2 separate regions of the Danio rerio genome follow, and region 1 is linked to region 2. The links are chromatin contacts, called in public Hi-C maps. All regions are on one chromosome and are shown on one strand. The core of a region is the stretch at or near the end of the contact, and the rest is flanking DNA. Distances in the headings are between cores, read along the strand shown. Region 1 holds the start of atp8b5a (ATPase phospholipid transporting 8B5a). Region 2 overlaps unc13ba (unc-13 homolog Ba (C. elegans)).

Region 1 (3,487 bases), core at 874-3,373, 91 kb after region 2:
AGGAGATTGAGCTTTCTCTGTAGTATGTCCTAAAATGTGGAATGGGCTATCTATGTCCATTAGAACAATTTCCAATGAATCTTTGTTCAGAGAGAAACTTAAACTACACCTCCTAGAAAGAGCTTTTAAATTGGGAGAAAAATGATCCTGTTGTACCTATCTGGTGTCTTGTTAATTACTGTTGATGCTGTGTGCAGGTTGTCCGCGGGCTCTTAAAGTCTTAAAAGTTGATAAATCAATGTACAGAAATTTAAGACCCTTAAAAAGTATTAAAACGTCTTAAATGTTATTTAGCAAGGAACTAAATTTTATATCATTTTTGATTATGCAATGTATGGTTATACGCTAAAGTTTGCCTGAATTAAATCTGCAAATATCAGGATGCTGTGTAGCTTATGAAATCAATGAAATCCTACTAGATTTGACATCATGCTGCTTTGCTTACTGCAGTAACCAAGGCAACACCATTATTTCTGCAGCTCTACAGGCACCAACTTGCTGAATTAGCTAGATTTGTATTCAGTATATGAACAATGTTTCAGTTTTGGATTAGTTTCTTACATTAATTTTTAGTAAATATACTGTACGTCAAAATCTCACCAGTGTTTCTGGCTAAAAAGTGATTTTAGGGTCTTAAAATGTATGCAAAGAGTCTTTAAAAAGGTCTTAAAAGGTATTGAATTCCACTCTCTGATTCCTGTATATACTCTGGGTTTGTTGGATGTATTCCATGTTGTCTTATCTGTTGCTGTATAAATAAATAAACCTAATAACCTATATATATATATATATATATATATGGGACTCAAACCAGCAACCTTCTGGCTGTGAGGCGATCGTGCTACCCACTGTGCCACCGTGATATATATATATATATTATAATATATATATATTATATTATATTATATATATATTATAATATATATATATTATATTATATTATATATCACGGTGGCACAGTGGGTAGCACGATCGCCTCACAGCCAGAAGGTTGCTGGTTTGAGTCCCAGATGGGTCACTTGGCATGTCTGTGTGGAGTCTGCATGTTTTCCCAGTGTTCGTGTGGGTTTCCTCCCCCACAGTCCAAAGACATGCTATAGGTGAATTGAATAAGCTACATTGGCCGTAGTGTATGTGTGTGGATGCAAGAGTGTATGGCTGTTTCAACATGTTGGGTTGAAAGGGCATCCGCTGTGTAAAACATGCTGGACAAGTTGGTGGTTCATTCCATTGTGGCAATCCCTGATATATAAGGGGACTGAGCTGAAAAAAAATGAATGAATGAATAGTCAAGCCTGAAATTATTTATACCCCTGGCTGCCAATTCTGACTTAAAATTCTTTGTTTAAATGTAGATAAAAGCTAAGAAATGTATATATATTTTCCCCCCACAATGATGCCTCTTTGTCTTATTATCTTTCGGGAGACGCCAGTGTCATTTCAAGTAAAAAAAAAAAACTTGCTGGTTGAACAAATGTGACTTTAAGTCAGATTATGCCATGGATATGCTTGACTCTCTATGAATTTATGATTATAAGTATTTACATATAAAATTAACTGAAGGTCTTGTTTATATACTTTGTATATAAATGTATATATTATGTGTGTTATTCTGTGTGTGGCCGTGCAGTCGTTGTGAACATGCTCAGTACTGCTGCTCTTTGTCAGCGGTTAGAGGAATGGGGAGAAAAATGTGTTGCTTCCTTTTTTGGTGTGCAGGAAATCGATACTTTTCTAGTAAGATTGAGAGAGAAAGAGAGACCAAGATCTGTGTAGAGATCTCAACAAAAGTTTAACAGTGACTTCATTTCTAAGGAAATCAGGGGGAGGTTGTTTTTTTTTTTTTGTTTTTACCTCAGATAAACTTGAACGAAAGAGTAACACCGAAGAGCAATGCTATTTGCCGCCCCTCTTCCTTGTTTATCTTGCATGTGAGTGGTTGAGTCTTTGTGTGTGTGAGAGCGTGTGTGTGCGTGTGTGAATGAGTCTAGGCTAAATGCCTGCTCTCCCTGTTTCCCATCAGCCCAAAGTAAGAGCAGATGGAAGGCTGAGAAGCGAGAAAGGAGGGGGAGAAGGAGAAAATAAGAGAGCAAGACAAAGAGGAGGAGACTCTAGCTGACTTTGGTCACTCGAGAACCTCAGTAGACCTACCATACACACAAACACTGCGGTGACTCCACAGGACACTTACGGTAAGAATCTCGAGGGAAAGCTTTAGGGGTAGCTTGAGAGGTCAGGAGATCATCAGCAGATGCTCCTGGAAGACTGATATAGAGGGTGTGAGAGTGAAAGAGTTTTGTCTGTTGTTGTTCTTTGCGTCTCTCAGCAGTTTTTAAACAGGGCTGGAAAGAGTGAGAGCTTCACAGCTGGAGGGGGAGTTTTGGGTAATGGTTGCCGTCTGTACAACTACACTAAGTGTTAAAAAGAAGTTGAGTTGTATGGGATTTGCACTGTGACACGTTGTACAACTTTTTTACTTTACCAGTGGTCAAAGAAACATATAGCACACAGAGTTTGGAGTTACTTGAACACCAGTTGACAAATGTTTTATAACACTACTCTTTATTTTGTTGCTCTTTTCATAATCGATGTATTCAAATTGATAATTTGATCACCTTTTACATACTGTATGTGTTGACAAAAGTGACAGTAAGTTTGTAACAGAGGAGTAAATCTTTGAAAAAGCCTCTGAAAGCCACTGCAGGCTTGTCATTTTTGTAGTAATTATGATTTGTAGTGTTGTAGTATGCCTGAAACAAGGTAAGCAAGTTGTGTCTCGACTTTTTTGACCAAAAGGTAATGGCTTTTGTAAATGAAGGATGCTAACATACATTTGTCCATGACTTAATAAAGACCAGAAGGAATTGAAATGTCTTTCAGTGAGAACAGTGTTCATACCAAGAAATCACATTAGGCGTATTTACAAGATCTGATAATTAAGTCAATTTAAGGATCAAAGTGCAGTCCCAAAATGCTAATAATTGCCATTTTAAGTCTTGATCAGTTATGACAACAACTCCTGAATTAGTTTTGATTGGCAAAACTATCCTGAATTGTGTCAGATTGTCAATAATGAAATCCAGCTACCTGAGAAATTCATATACAAGGAGCAAACCACGTGTGTAAAGCTTAGGAGTGTCTATGCATTGCACCATCAACTCATACTCCGTGTGAAAGCGCATTAACTTTGCAAGTACATTTGAACTGATTCTGCTCATTCAATTCATCTTTATTTCTATAGCGCTTTTACAGTGTAGATTGTGTCCAAGTCCATTTAAGGCAGTTAATTTCACTCGGCGGCCACCATTAAAAAGCCTCTCAGGCAGTATGCTTGGGGATTCCCTCTGATTGGGGTAACATCAAATTCTCCAAAACTGTTTGTCAAGCTTACAATTACATTACTTATTTGGTATAACCAATAAAATTAAACAACAGCTGTCTCATAAGCTTCGTTCCTAAACATTTTAATCAAACAAGATTGGCATTT
Region 2 (3,869 bases), core at 237-2,736:
CTTTACACAGTCAGTTGCCTTGTGAAATTATTTCCTACAATTATCAGATAATATGGCATGCTGTGTGCACTTAATTGTGTTCACAAACCGTTAATGTGGCCTCTATTTCAGTGAAATTAAATACTTATATATCCTGTCTATAAATGTATTTGCTTTATTAATAATTTATCTTTTATAGTTTTCTTTTCTGTAGGCTCTAGAACCGTCATCTGAAATGTTGTCATACAGTGTTATGCCTGGATTTCATAAATAACCTTGCATTTACTAACACAAACTATATTTAAAGTATTTGGAAGTAATTTGCGTTTTCCTCCTGTAGAAAAATGTCACAAGAACTATGCTTAGTGGCTCAATGTATTACAACAGTGTTTTAAACACTTTATTGCTATAGTATACTACCAAGCCCATGCAATCAGAACACAAACGAGTCGCAGGTAATGAAGTATTAAGCGTTTCTCCCAAAGAAAAGCAAAATTCCAGCAGCCATCTGTAGCTCCACTGATGCTCCGCCTCATTGCCCTTTTTTGGTAACCTCCGGTTGGTGCGATGACGCGCCAAACAAAATAGCGACAGTTGGCCACGCCCACTTGTAGCTTCATTTGTGCACTTTAGAAACCCATGGGTGATGTCACGGATACTACGTCCATATGTTATATAGTCTATGGGATTTTCTTGCTTTTTTAAAGTAAATGAACTGTGCATAATTATAAAAATGAAGTCACATCAACTTAACAGTTCCAAGGTACAATGGCTTTGCTCACTTTTTTAAGTAAAGGCATTGCTTTTTACAGTGTATACTTATTTTCAGTCACCTGATGATACGGCAGTTTTTTTTCCTTGTAGATAATCTTTCATCTAAATAATTATTATTATTATTTATTTAGTTTAAGAATGCAACTACATAATATTACATAAGATTTTATGCAAGAAAAGGAAATCAAATATTTGGAAAAAAAATGGATTTAACATTGAATTAAACATAAAATTAAATATAAGATTAAAATTGTTTTGTTGTAAACCATACTCCCATTAAAATGCTTTTTTTATTATTCCCAGCAACAGAGAGTTAAGAATATCCACATGTAGCGATCGTAAGCCAGGGGGAAATGACTCCGAAATTATTTTATCTGCCCCCAGTGAAACATTCCTCTACCACAGAAGCCTCAATCTGGCTGGTACCTCATATTTTTTCTATCTGTATATCTTATTTTCTTTTCTACCTTCTTGTCTCAGTGGCATTGGCACTGAGGTAAACATGCTCCCTGCTTAAACACTAGTGCTAGTTTGTTTACCTTCTGCTTTACCTTCTTCTCCTGCACTTGTTCAGTTTGTCGATCACACTTTTAGACGATTTTGTGAAAATGCAGAAAGAACTCCCCTTTAACTCTTGCACTTCAGTGATCTCCAAAAGCCACATTAGTGTGCTTCTCACTGTGCTTATGTGAATCATTCACCCCTGAGTGCCCTTTCCTCCAGTGAAAGACAGACAGGGAGTGAAAAGAAGAGACGAGGTGAAAAGGCGGGGCTGAAAGGCATGGAAGCGAAAGACTGTGTAAACAGCATGTAGCACAAAGTACTTTGGCACAGAATACTTTGAAAAACTCCTATCCAGGTGTTGCACGTTATGGAAGTGTTAGGGATGTCAGGAGATGCTGGAACATGTATCACGAATGAGTGATATAACACTTCTGCCTCAATTCACATTCTTGACACCATGTCTAACACCATGGTTTAACCACACTGTAACTTCTCTATTCTCAGCTACATTGTCCAATCTAACACCACCTCATAGAAACACCTCATGGACTGTGTACTTATTTGTGGGAGAATACTAAATTATGCAGTTGGCGACTGTCAAAAATAATATGCAGCATGGAAAGCCACAGAATTGTGGTGTTAAAAAAAAGCTGAATAACTGAGTCATACTAGCTTAACATTCGTGAATCTCTTTACAGTTCCTCATTACCTATGTATCTTGTCTCATTAAGTTAAATCTTGGGAGGAGATAACAAAATAGGAAAAGTAGAAGAATATTCAGTATTCAATATACAGTAGTGGGGGAAAAAGCGAATAGGGAGTTCTATGCAGGGAATTTCTGTCTATAAATAGAAATGGGTATATCTATAAATGTTGAGAACCTGAATGCAGGTACAGTGCATGGTTTCCATAGCTACTGTTCCAGTGTCACATGATTTTGCACTAACATGTGACATTTTCTCTGCCTAATTGACTCTCCACCAAAAGTCGAGCAGCCAGAACGCTTTTTTTTCTTCAGTTCTCCTAAAACTCTTTTTTTAAACTGACATCCAAAGTTAATTAGGCTTTTTTGATTTTGGATTTAATCCCTGTAAAAACTGCATCAATGCCAAATGACTGTATTGTATTAAAGGTATTGAATGTTTGTTCACCTAAAAATGAAAATTTGTGAACTTGTAACCATTGACTTCCATAGTATATATATATTTTTTCATACTATGAAAGTCCATGGTTATATATTTTTCATTTTTTCAGCTAAAGAATAATATTAATAACTAATAAAGATTTTGGAACCACATGAGGGTGAGTAAATAGTGTGTTAATTTTTATTTTTGGGTAAACTAACCTTCTAATCTTGTATTTAAAAAAATGTTAGTATTAATAAAGCATCAGGCATTGTTGCCAAAAGACTAGTGGTCAGTGTGACGACATATTGCAACTGTAGGTGTGGACTTTTTTCCCATCGTCTCTGTCTCTCCAACATTTCATGCCGCTTCCTTTACTGTCCTATCACAATAAAGGTAAAAATATGTTAATTCATTCATTTTTCGTTGGCTTAGTCCCTTTATTAATCAAGGGTTGCCACAGTGGACTGAACAGACAACTTATCCAGTATATTTTTTACATAGTGGATGCTCTTCCAGCTGCAACCCAGTACTGGGAAACATTGATATACACTCATTAACATGCATACTGTATGGCCAATTTAGTTTATTCAATTCACCTATATTACATGTCTTTGGACTTTGGGGGAAACCGGAGCACCCGCAGGAAACCCATGCGAACACGGGGAGAACATGCAAACTCCACACAAAAATGCCAACTGACCCAGCTGGGATTCAAACTAACGACCTTCTTGCTGTGAGGCGGCAGTGCTAACCACTGGGCCACCGTGTTGCCTGGTAAAAATACATCTAAAAAATATTTTAAAAATAACATGAGCCAAACATTTCATTCCGCTGTGGCGACCCCGGATTAATAAAGGGACTAAGTCGACAAGAAAATGAATGAAAATAAAAGAATGAGCCAAGCATAACAGAATCGTGACATGAGGCAAGGGCTATAAGACAATTCATGAGGGCCAGTGTCCTGCAGAATTTTGCTCCAAAATGCCTCAACACACCTGCAAGGATGATTTTAGAAAGCCTAGTAAGAGCTTGATTAGCTAGCCCAGGTGCGTCTGATTGGGGATGGTACTAAACTTTGCAGGACACCGGTCCTCCAGAACCAAGTTTGGACATGCCTGTTGTATTTGGACTAAACATGGTGTATATGATTACCATGTTTTTTTCCCCATTGTGTTGTCATTGAAAAAAATCTACAAAAATGCTAATTTAAATCAGAGGTGTTTAAATGTTTATCTTTTGTGCCTCTGCTTATCTGTTGCACATTTTCTATCTGGCAGATTAATAGAGGCAATGTTGTATTGCATTTTAGTCTTGTATCTAATTGCTACCTATCTGTTTGTCTTTATATTTATTTATCTATTTTCTGTCTGTTTTCTGTCTGAATTTTAAAATGTGTGAGGTACTGTAAATACACTTTGGCCTAATTGGTGTAAATCATCATTGGTGTAAATATTCAGTAAATCTGTTGACATATTATCGGTTGTC

The links. A called contact is a pair of places that touch in the nucleus more often than the background predicts.
Region 1: a contact with region 2 is called in a Hi-C map of an unstated tissue, with 2.0 times the contacts expected there. The contact joins the promoter of atp8b5a here to the enhancer-like site in region 2. A contact is called at or near these places in 2 of 18 Hi-C or Micro-C datasets (caudal fin and an unstated tissue).

Annotation. Positions count from the first base shown.
Region 1 is chr5:19,968,818-19,972,304 of GRCz12tu, forward strand. atp8b5a (ATPase phospholipid transporting 8B5a) reads left to right here and starts at 2,124. Exons shown (of 29, transcript XR_012406786.1): 1 at 2,124-2,192.
Region 2 is chr5:19,878,700-19,882,568 of GRCz12tu, forward strand. All of the region lies in intron 12 of unc13ba (unc-13 homolog Ba (C. elegans)), which reads left to right. Among named protein-coding and RNA genes, the nearest start is that of unc13ba, 86 kb to the left of the region's middle. Within about 2 kb of position 1,487, at least 5 of the 62 cell types and tissues checked have an H3K27ac peak or open chromatin away from gene starts, as enhancers often do.